Regions from separate parts of the Pan troglodytes genome. Here region 1 is linked to region 2. The links are chromatin contacts, called in public Hi-C maps. All regions are on one chromosome and are shown on one strand. The core of a region is the stretch at or near the end of the contact, and the rest is flanking DNA. Distances in the headings are between cores, read along the strand shown.

Region 1 (5,271 bases), core at 1,384-3,883, 120 kb after region 2:
CTACTAAAAATACAAAAAAATTAGCTGGGTGTGGTGGCGCATGCCTGTAATCCCAGCTACTCAGGAGGCTGAGGCAGGATAATCGCTTGAATCCGGGAGGCAGAGATTGCAGTGAGCCTAGATCGTGCCATTGCACTCCTGCCTGGGCAACAGAGCAAGACTCCGCCTCAAAAATAAAAAATAAAAAATAAATTATTTGGAAAAAAAACCAGCTTAGGTTTTTCTGCCACCTGTTTGGCAAGAGTCTGGGTGTCCCCGCAGGCCATCTTCAGCTGTTCTCCTAATGCGGTCTGTGTGCTAGCAGGGGAGACGTCGAGACATCCTCTGCCCAGCAGGAGCATCCATCACCTCTCCCAGGAAACCTTCCTGGCTGTCCCCACCGGCTCCAAAGGCTCCACCTCTCAAACACCATGTCTTCTTTGGTGTCTGGGACACAGGCTGTTCTTGGCCAGGCCACAGCCTCATCATGCATGGCTCTGCCCGGTGGCTCACGGGCTCTGTCCACAACACCGGGGGACAGGTGCTCTTATCTCTCCCAGGAGTCAGGATGAGACGTGCATGCAGGTATTGCCAGCTTCTCTTGGGATCCTGGGTGCTTCCTCAGCCCTTGGCCGTCCCTTGGCCTGGGCTCCCCACCTCTCTGGCACCCAAGACTGGTGGAAAAGGAAAGCCCTCTGGTTCTGAGTTGAGATCTCAGAACCCTTGGCCTTTCTGCAGGGCCTCCAAAGGCGTCTGGTGGACCCTGCACCTGCTCTGCAACGCCCCCTCCAGGCCTTCTTGCACGGGACAGTGACAGGGAGTTCTGTCTCAGAGCGAGTCCAGCAGGGCCTCCACAGAGTGCAAGGTTGCCTGCCCCGCCTGTGGAAGAACAAGCCTTGTCCCGTTTCCCGGACCCCTCACCCAGTGGCCTCTGAATGTCCCCAATGTGGGCCCCTCCCTGGCTGTCCCTCTTGCTCTCCAAGTCCGAGCCCACCCAGAGCCCAAGCCCTCGGAGGCCCCTGCCACCTGGAAAGATGACACTGGGGCAGGGGTCTCTTCTGATGTCTGTGTTTTGTCTTGTGGGCTTTGGGGTGCCCCTGCCCCTGATACAAAGGGGTTTCAGAGCAGAAATAAAGCCTCAGACAGGTGAGCCTCTGTGGCACATGGCCCCTCGAGCCAGCCATGCATCTGGGTTCAGCCCCTGCCAGGACACTTGACCAGGCCCCTTGCCTTCTCCGAGCTGGGATCATGCTGGGAAGACTGAATGGGACGCAGCCGGTGAAAACGCCTGGAAGAGAGTAAACGCCATTTTCTCTAAGCATATTTATGTATTTAACAACAGTGACGACCATTTGTGAGCCATCTCTCTGTCTTAGGCACGGTGCTACATGCCAACGAAACCTGCTCCCATTGAACCCTGGCCAGCCAGTGAAGAAAGGGTTGGGCCTGGGAGGTGCCACTTTACAGACAGGGGCACCAAGGGGCAGGGTGGCAGGAGGCCCACCGGACGTTCCCCATGAAGTAGCAGTCCCAGCATCCACACCCAGCAGGCACCACGCTGGCCCGCAGCCTCCCTGCCAGCACGCCTGGCTTCCCGGCCTCGGAACTTGATCTGCTCCCTCTTCCGGACACTGGGGCTCCTGCCAAGTCCTGGGCTGGGCAGCAACTGCTGAACATTCTAAGAAATCCCTCCCAGGGTTTTCTCAGGAGCCCGGGTGGGGCAGGAAGTCCCCAGGGGCTGAGGAGACCGTGGCGGCAGGTGGCACCCAGAGCAGCACTCTCCTGGGGCCCAGGCTGTTGGGCCAGAGGCAGGACTGTGAGGCCTAGTGTAGGGCCTCCTGCCAGTGGCCGGCACCTACTTGTGGGGCTGGGGGTTCCCCCAGCAGGTTGGGCTCCCCACCTGACACACTCACAGACCTTGTGCCTTGGAGAGCCAGTGTTCCCGGGGCCACATAGCTATGCCGCCCAGGGGCTGGGCCTGTCCCAGCTCTGGTCCCCCGGCCCCAGGTCCTGGACACTGGCTCCGCGCAGCAGCAGGCGGCCTCCAGAGGACACGATGTGACTGGCTGCCACTACGTCACACTCAGATGAGTCTGCGCCGGATCGACCTGCTGCCGAGTCCTGCCGGACAGGCACGGGCAGGGAGTGAAAATTATCTACCCCTTTTTATTTCTTAATAACTGAATGAAAATAAACATTGGTGGTTTGACAAATAACTACATATTTTCAAACCCAGTCAGTCCAGGGGATGCAGTTTCCAGCTGCGTTATGCAACAGGACACCGCCGAGATGCTCTGAGATGTCCCTTGGCTGTCTCGCGGGTTGTCTCCGGGTTCCCTCCCACCGCTACTCTCCTTTGCCACCCTCTCCCCAGCCCCCACTCCCCTTTCACGCTTCTAAATTCAAGGGCCACACTGTCCCCTGAACAGACCAATCACAATGAGATCCATTATAGTTCCAAAGATACCACGAAAAAAAAAAAACGTGGGGGGTGTCCAGGAATGCAGCCGCACCCCAGAGAGCAGTACAATCAGCTATTGTTGTGCTAGAAGTTTCTCTGTGATAAGAAGGGAATCTAGAAATGCCGCCTTCTGAACTGATTGCAAAACAGAATAGAAAGTTCAAGGCCCCGAGATAGCTAAGCTGGCAGCCCCTCCAGAGCAGCCCCAGGCCACACAGCTGGGCTTTGGGGCTGGCCAGCCCCTGTCCTTGCATGCATCTGCACAGGGCTCCTTGCAAGGGGGCCCGGCTCCATGTCCCCCACCTCGCCCCCTCCCCATCTGGGCCTGGGGCGGCTGAGCTGGCTTCCTGCACTGAGGGGACCCTCCGGCCTCCTTCCTGAAGCAGCTGCCCTTCCCCGAGGGACTCCCGGGTGAGGGCCTCCCACGTTGTCTGCTTTAGTGATGCTGGTTTTCCCACAGACACTGCCTGTCCACCCCGCACAGATGGCATGACTGTCCTTCCCTTGCCCGGGCAGGGATACGGCGGCACAGAGATGGGGGCCGATGGCTAGGACCTGAACTCCAAGCTGTGGGCCCCAGGTTTTTCATCCGCTTAGGCCACTCCCCACTGCCCAGACGTCCCCTGGGGTGTCCGGTTTGCTGGAAGGCCATCACTGGCCTTGAGCTCCCAGTGTCATTTCCGGGTGCTGACGTGTGCACTGGTTCTGACTGCATCATTGGGACCCAGGCCAGGTTGTGCTGGGGCCTGCGCTGCTCCCTCCCCGCGACGTTCGGGGTCCTCCTCGAAGCCACCCCTCCCCGGGCATCTAGGTGTCCAGGCCCTGAGCTTGGCCAGTCTTTCCCTGGGACGCCTGTCCTTGAGCTGTCATCCTCTCTTGATAGCAACCTAGAGGGTAGAAGGTGACGATGTTGGAGTGGGGCGAGGCGTAGAGAATCAGTCCTGACTGAGTGTGGACTCTGGGCCAGACTCCCCCTAGTTTGAATCCAGTTGGTCTCTAAGCAGCTGTGTGACCTCAAGCAGGTGACTTAACCTCTCTGTGCTTTGGTTTCCTAATCTAAAGAATGGGGGTAATAGTAGCCCTGTCCCACGTGGCCATCGTGAGGAATGGCTGAGAGTGTTCGGTAGGTGCCCACCAAGCCTGACCTTCAGCCCAAGCCCCTTGCTGTGTAAACTCAGCACTGTGGCCCAGAATCTCAGACCCCCATTAGTCTGAATCTAGTACTCTTACCATCCCGGGGGCCACTTTTCAGAACCGCTGGTGAGTCTGCTCCTCCCTCCACCAGCACCAGCAGCCACCTGGGAGCCCTGGGCCAGGTTCCCTGCCCTTCCCCAGCAGTGCCAGCCACTCACTGGGAGCCGGCGGCCACTGGTGTTCCCAGGGCAGAAGGCATCGGATGCCACAGCCACAGGCAAGAGGAACCCTGGACCTTGGAGCTTCCTGATGAGCTGCCGGTGGGGCTGTGGGGGCAGGGAGGGCACTGCCAGTCAAGCCCCTGCCACTTCCCAGCCTCCCAGCGTAGGGCCCCCGTGACCCTTCCCACGCTTGGTGGCTCCTGGCTAGCAGCCCCTGCCCTTCATGCGTCCTCAGGTCTCTCCCCAGGATGGAGGCCTTGGCCCAGCATCCCACCCCTGCCAGGGAAGTGAGACCTTCCCAAGGCAGCGGCCCTCCTCCACGGTCCCCTCACCCCTCCAGGGGCTCTGGGGACCCTCCTCCCCTGCTACCCCCTCTCCCAGAGCAGGAAGGCCAACTCTACCACAGTCACTATGCCCCAGGCCCTGTCCCTCAGCTGAAAATAAACCAAGGAAACATACGAATCCTACCTGGGAGACCCCTGCTTGCTGCCTGGCCCCGGGTCACATCCAGCAGACACCGGTAAATGCTGCCGGGGGCGTCTGCTTCCAGGGCCCTCACCCCTAGGCCCAAGCAGTATACACGGGGGCTCAGGAACTGGGGCCACCTGGGAACATGAGACCTGAGTGTCACAGCAGCCTCTGTGGGTGGGCAGGCCCGGGACTCCCTCCCTGACCGAGGCAGGCTGGACACAGGTTTGCAGCGACCCGAGGCTGTGGCCGGGTCTGGGCGGCCTTCCCAGATTGGATGCCCATTCTCTCGCCCCTCTGTGTTCATGGCCTCCAGCCAGGGCAGGGCCCTCTCCCCAACCTCTGGTCCAGTTTGACTCTGAGCCACAGTCAGGCTGAGTGAGCATAGCACGTCCCCAAATTCCATGCCTCCATTTGCTCATTTGTGCAATGGTCCAGGGACTGCTGGCGCACAGGGTGCCATCAGGGCTGGAGAAGCAGCGGACAGAGACAGCTGGGCCAGTGCTGCCATCCCAACCCCTGGCCTCCAGCTCTCACACCTGCTGGGGGGCAGTCACCTGAGCCCTTGGCGGGTGAGGCCAGATGTGAGGCTGTGTGTGACTGGGGTTTGTGTGGGGCAGCAGTGATGGGGACACTCAAGTCAGATGCAGCTGTGTCCACTGAGCTGGAGGCCACCAAGCGGGGCTCACCACGCAGGGCAGACCCTAATCTTGAGGCTACATCATGAGGGTCTCCAACAGGCGGGCCCACGGGAAGTGCTTTCTGTGCTTGGCCCTTCATGCTTTGCCTCTGGTTCCTGAAATGGGCACTGGAGGTGGGCACAGTTACTGTCCACATTTCACAGGTGAGCAAAGTGAGGCTTAGAGAAGCTAAGTGACTTGTCCAAGGTCACACAGCAAGAGAGGGGCCTCGATCAGAACTAAAGGGCCCATGGTGCACAGGCAGAGGTTGCCATAGAGCGACGAGGGCCTTCTCAAACCCGGCTGTGAGCAGAAACCTCTCCCGCCC
Region 2 (5,861 bases), core at 623-3,122:
GGAGCAGGCAGCCTTGGAGCCGCCAGTCTGGTCTCCATGTTCGACACCTCGAGATCATTCATGTAGGCATATGAGGGTTTTCCTGAACCTTTTGGAAATACTTGTTGACTGTTGAGTGCTGACCACTGATGCACATGCCCAGGGCAGTACACGGAACCCTGGAGTTTGTGCCTGCCCAGGAAGCTAGGGACTCCTAGTAGGAGTGGCAGATTCCTGTCCCAGATACACCGGGTACTGGCCACCATTTTCCCAATGATGCCAGGCCCAGAGCTACCAAATACCTACCTAGGAGACCCAGGGTGGCAAGAGGAGGACTCCAGGGGAAGGCCTGTGTGACTAGGCTACCATTCTCGGCTCAACTCTGGCGAGGAACAATCTAAGGTGTGCTCCTCCCTCCAGCCCCACACTGCTGGCAGCAAGGCTGCAGCTCAGACTAATTCCAGGTACATTCTATAGGTGGCATCATGCTACTGGAAATGGCCTCCTTGGAGAAAGAGGCTCTCTTGTCAGCATCTCCAGGCACTGGCGAGCCGAGGCAAGGTTGACACAATCACAGTCTAAACTGCGCGGAGACGGACACCTGAGGGGTGATGGGTATGTGCTGAGGGACAGTCCTCTCCATATGAGGGGTCACTGCTCCAGGTGCATAAGCTTCTTCCGTGCCATCCACCGGTGAGGCCTTGGGACCTGTGGGTGTCGGGGGTCTCTCCTGCCTTCTGCCACCCGTGGGAAGTAAAGGCCTCACTGTGCACCTGGTGGGGGTGCTGGGCGGGCTACCACTAGGTCTACGACAGCATACACCTGCACCAAGTCGCCGTGCCACCAGGCTGTGTGAGAGAACTGGGTCAGTGCACCACGTGTCCTAGCCAGAGAGGCCCCTCCACACTCCCTGGACATCCTGGGGCCACTCTCACCGTCCAGACCCTTGCAGGGGCAGCTCAGACTCCTCTTCCGTGGGCAAAGAGACCAGCCAGAAGTGGGGAGAGGGAAAGCAAGTGGGGCGTCCTGTTCGAGACGGACACTGAGGTCACCAGCAAAGGCAGGCGTCAATCTGACCAAGGCGACCAGGATCTCAGGAGGCTTCACCCAGGACCCCCCGCCCCTCTGGCAGAGAATCCCTGAGATGACTCCTTCCTTGCCCAGATCCAGCCCTGATGGCTTCAATCTTCCGAGCTGGGGGGCCTGTCCCCTATCCCCCCAGCCTCTTGTAGCCTGCGTCAGGAGCAGGGCTGGCACAGCGACAGAGAAGAAAGGTGTGACAGCGACACATCTCACCTCTCCCTTCCACCACCTGGGTGGCTCCAGGCCGCCCGCGCCTCCAGGGCACAGAGCCAGTGGGTCCTCGTGGCCACTGTTCCCGGCCTCCTGGCGCTGAGGCTCCACGCAGCACTCTACCGGCGCCTCCCCCCGGCCCCCGCCCCCCGCCCAGACCCTAGGGCTTTTCCCCTTCTCTCCCCCAGGCGTTCTGCTTGGTTTGCCGGGATCCCAGGCGTCTGCTCAAACTCAATGCGGACTGGTTCACATTTTTTTAAACAAAAGCAATTAGATTTCAATCCCGGTTCATCTGCATTTGCACCTCCAAACGGGGAGGCAGGGGGAGAGGGAAAGGATGGAGAGCGCAGCGGCGGCGAGTGGCACCTTCCGAGCGCTGCAGCTGGCCGGGCAGCCATTGCGCCGGCCACATCTGGCCCGGGCTGAACGGCCGCCGCGGCCCCCTCCCCGCCGGCTCCCGGGGCCCGCGCGCTGCAGCCCGCTCGGCGGCGCGCTCATCGATCGCCGGGGCCGCGGCCGGGCGAGCGGAGAACAAGGTATAGCCTGTATTTAGGTTCCTGCCCTTATATGGCGATGTGCGCGAGCGCCCGCCGAGCGGCCGCACCATATAAGGGCACGCGGCGGGCGCCGGGCTGAGCTGGTGCGCGCTCATTGGCCCGCGCGTCTCTCGGCAACCGGCTCTCACGAGTGGAAACCAGCCAGCCGCCCCCGCCCGCTCCCCGCCCCCTCCCTTTCTTTCTCCCCGGGTATCTCCGCCTCTCGCCTCCGCAACCCCCTCGTTGCTTAACCCCCCTTTTTGCCTGCACCCTCTCCCCAATTTTTCTTCCCGCGGCCTTCCTCCTCCCTCTGCCTCGTTGTCATTCTTCTCCCGTGGCCGCTTGGCCTGTCCTCTCCCGCTCCGCGCACGCTCCCACTCCCACCCCACGCACCCCCTCCCCAAACCCAGCGAGCAACGGCGGAGGAGCGGGAAGGCCCGGATGCGGGAGGGGAGCTTGTGTGCGTGTGTGTCTGTGCGTGTGTGTGTGTGTGCGTGTGTGTGTGTGAGAGAGTGTGTCGCTGCCGCAGTAGCCGCTGCAGCATCAGGTTCACTGCGTGCACGCACGGGGCTCTGGGAACAGTCCGAGTCCGCCCCCCCCCCCACCCCCCTCCGCCACCTCCCCCCTAGATAATCAGAGCAATTAGCTGCAAAAGAAATGTGCTTCCGAGGCTAGGGAAGTGCTAAATCATAAACAGCCCTAGGTACCTCCAAATTAGCATCTCCCAGGGTGTCCCTTCGGGCTGGATTTCTGAATGCAATCATAATAATGGTAAATCGATGTCTCATTTAAAGGTTACTTTAAAAACCTGCCAATTGTTGAGGAAAAAAAAAACCCTGCGTGCGGGGAGAAAAATGCACTAGAAGAAGCACTCTGGGGTTTCCAGGCAGAATGCAGTGGAGCGGTGGCTGCGGGTTGTTGGTCAGGTGCCCAGCGCCGGGCCCACCCGCGGGATGGGAGCGGGCGAAGAGAGAAGGCGTAGCTATTCCTCTGGGGATAAGGCTCTCGATCGCCTCAAACTCAGGCAGAAAGGGCACTGCGGATTCGGGGGCGCCCCTCGCCCCCTCCCCAACCCGCCGAGGCGCGCGCACGCGCACGCATGCACAGGTGTCCGGCTGACCCCTCTGGGGCTGTCACGGTTCCGGCGCGCGTGTTCTGGCGACGCCGTGGGGGCCAGAGCCATCCTCTCGGGGACCCACTCCTGTCCTGAGTTCACCCAAAGGGAACCGCTAAGACAATGGACACCCTAGTGCCCTTAGGGACTGTGCCTGTGACCGAGCTCGCCTCTAGGGCTGCCGCCTGCGGGAGGCGCCCGGCGATGCCCCCTGCTGGGCAGCCTGCGCCTGGAACACCGCGCAGGTGGGGGTCGCGTGGGAGGGCCAGCTAGAGTGGGGGATGGGGACCAGGGCGCGATGACCAGCGCGACCTCCGCCCGTCTTGGGCATCCTCCCTTACCCTCGCCCTCCTTCCCTTCAAAATCTCAAATTCCCTAACCTGGTCCCTACTAGAGGAAGGTGGTGGAAGCGGGCACTGCCAGGGAACGAGGGTGCTAGATTGGGGAGGGCGCTGCCTGCTGGATCGAGTTAGCTTCGGCCGCCTCCTCCTTGCTGTTTCTGCGGAAGGAAGCGCTGCGGCGGCGGCAGCCCTTGGTGCCAGCATGTATCCCTCCCTGACCTTAGCTGAGATTCGCTGCCGCGGTGTTTTGCCCAGAAGAAAGCTGTTTCCCTCCAGAGTAGGGACTGGGGAGTGCCCTTGGGGCGGAGAGTTTGCCTGGGTTTTCGCCCAGCGCCGGACCTCTGCCATTGAGACCTCTTCAGGTCCTGGAAAATCCATGGATACCCGGGTGCTGCCTCTTGGTGCTCCCGAAGTACACCATCCCTGACCCGCTCTCCCCACGCCCCTTTAGCCAGGTCATTTATAATAAATCCCCATCTTCAAGTTTCTGCGTGCTTAGTTACATGGATTCCTCCGCCCAGGTGGGGGAGGGGGAATGCGGACCCCCAGATGTCCCCCGACTTCTCTCCGCACAGGGACGTGTCTCAAATGCGCCTTTTCTTCTCTGTTCTTAAACCCCAGGAGCAGAAGCGCTCCCGAATCTGGAAACCCCTTTTCCTGACCTGTTGGCTCCTGGTCCCTGGCCCCTGCCCTCTTATACACTGAATTTGAATTTTCCAGGCACTGGTGGTGAAATCAGAAGAGTCGAGAACGCAGCTGGCGGAGAGGGATGAGAGAGAAACTTGCAGAAAGGGAAAAATAAAGCACCAAGTCTACAGGCACACCTCTCCCCGGCCGGCCCGGCCCGCTGGGGCCTGGGTTCCTTTGGGTTGGGGAAGTGGGGGTACGAACCCACGCGGCTGTGCCAAGGGGTCCCAACTCCGGAGTCTAACCCCACCCACCAGTCCTCTGTGCGCACTTTTCGTTTATTTCTCAGCAATCTCAGTCCTGGAGCTCCTGGGGCGATTTCGTCCCCTGCCCTGGTGCGCCCCCGGGCCCTGCCCTGAGCCCATGCCCCAGGCCGGGTGTCCAGTTCACCCTGAGCTCCCCTTGGCGCCCGGAGAAGGGTGCTCGGGCCCGGGTGCTGGGGAGCGGCGGGGTGGCCGCCGGCGCCTCTTCGGCGCGGGTGGCTCTCGGCGGGGCCGAGGAGGGGGTCGGAAAGCGGCTCCCCGCCGAGAGGAGGGTGGGCGCTCGGCACCTGCTGAGCTACGGTGGTGGCTGCGGTTTATGGCGCCCGAGGATCCACCCGGATCTTCTCCGCGGAGTTCCGGGCTTGGCTCGTCTGTAGTCAGCACGCACACAGCTTTGTTATTTGTTATTTTTTTTATTTTTCTGCGGGGAGCATCGGGGCTAGCCGGCCCAGCTCCAACGCCAGAGGGTTTGGGGGAGACTGATTTCTAAATGGGTGGGAGCGACACACGGTCACCGAGGTCAACACCCCATTAACATTTCCCCACCGGAGCGCCGCGACCTCGCGAGGGCACCGGGCACCGGGGTGGGGGTGGGGACAGACCGAGCGCGCCCTTCCTGCGCAGTCCCCGGCCGCCCCCACCCCGTGCCCCCTCTGCCCGCAGGTAACCGCCCCTCCCCCGCTCGCCCCGCGGCCGCCCCCGCCCGCTCCCCCGGGAGGGTCCCTGCGCCCGGCCGAGCGTCCCCGGGCGGGCACCGAGAGCGGGGCTGGGGGCTGCGGCGCCCGCCCCCGCCGGGGCAGCGTGGCGACTGGCGCCGCTTTGGCAGCCATTTTCTGCAGCTGCCGCGGCCGGGGCTCTGCGGAGTGAGGCGGAGGCTGCAGCCGCCAGACAGAGGCGGCGGGGGCGGCGGGCGCGGGGTCACCGGCGGGGGGGCGCCCGGCGGCCGGAGGGGGGCGGGGCGGGCGCTGTCGCCGGTGCCCCCGCCCCTCCCCCTGCTGCATTGCAGGCAGAGCGGGGCCGCTCCGCGTGGCGAGCGCCTGCGATCCCACCCTTTCCCCGCCATCTTGTACCCCGGCTGGCGCCTTCCCAAAGCGGAGCTGCCGCAGACAAAGCCCGCCCCGGGCCGGCGGGGGCCCCTGCAGCCCACCCGGGCTGCGCGGCCTGGGGGCCCCCGAGGCCCGCACCCTCGCCCCGCCTCTCCCGGGGGCCGGCGCGCCCCCCCTCGCCCCAAGGGGGGCTCTGCATGCGGCGACCACTCACCCAGCCCCAGAGGGCCGGCCGGGACTCCCCCTTCCACTCCCGATCGCCAGACTGGACCCGCGCCCAAGCCCCAGCACCAGCCCACCCTGGTTGCTGGAATGAGTAGGGGTTCCCACAGGCGCGGCACAGATGAGGGCTGGGGACTTTTTCTAGCTCTGGGTTCCTTCTCTCTTCTGATGGGGTTGGGGGGGTCACTAGCCCTAGAGCCCCCATCGCCCCCTCCTAGGGCCAGCCCCACGCGCCAATTTTCCCACGGAAGAACCGCAAGAAAGACGGCAGCGTGGGCGGCTCTCGAGACCCCCCCCCGCCCCCCCGCCCAGCAGCTGCTGAAACCGGGAAAATTGGGCACTCCATTCTCTCAGATGGGAGCACTATCGCCTCAATCCCC

Evidence for each region. A called contact is a pair of places that touch in the nucleus more often than the background predicts.
Region 1: a contact with region 2 is called in a Hi-C map of stem cell-derived neural progenitor cells, with 1.9 times the contacts expected there. The contact joins two enhancer-like sites. A contact is called at or near these places in 2 of 7 Hi-C or Micro-C datasets (induced pluripotent stem cells and stem cell-derived neural progenitor cells).

The regions. Positions count from the first base shown.
Region 1 is chr19:92,944,033-92,949,303 of NHGRI_mPanTro3-v2.0_pri, forward strand. No RefSeq gene overlaps it. Among named protein-coding and RNA genes, the nearest start is that of CBX4, 87 kb to the left of the region's middle. Within about 2 kb of position 2,634, at least 7 of the 24 cell types and tissues checked have an H3K27ac peak or open chromatin away from gene starts, as enhancers often do. A contact at or near this core is called in stem cell-derived neural progenitor cells, where this site is marked.
Region 2 is chr19:92,828,554-92,834,414 of NHGRI_mPanTro3-v2.0_pri, forward strand. No RefSeq gene overlaps it. Among named protein-coding and RNA genes, the nearest start is that of CBX8, 14 kb to the left of the region's middle. Within about 2 kb of position 1,873, at least 16 of the 24 cell types and tissues checked have an H3K27ac peak or open chromatin away from gene starts, as enhancers often do. A contact at or near this core is called in stem cell-derived neural progenitor cells, where this site is marked.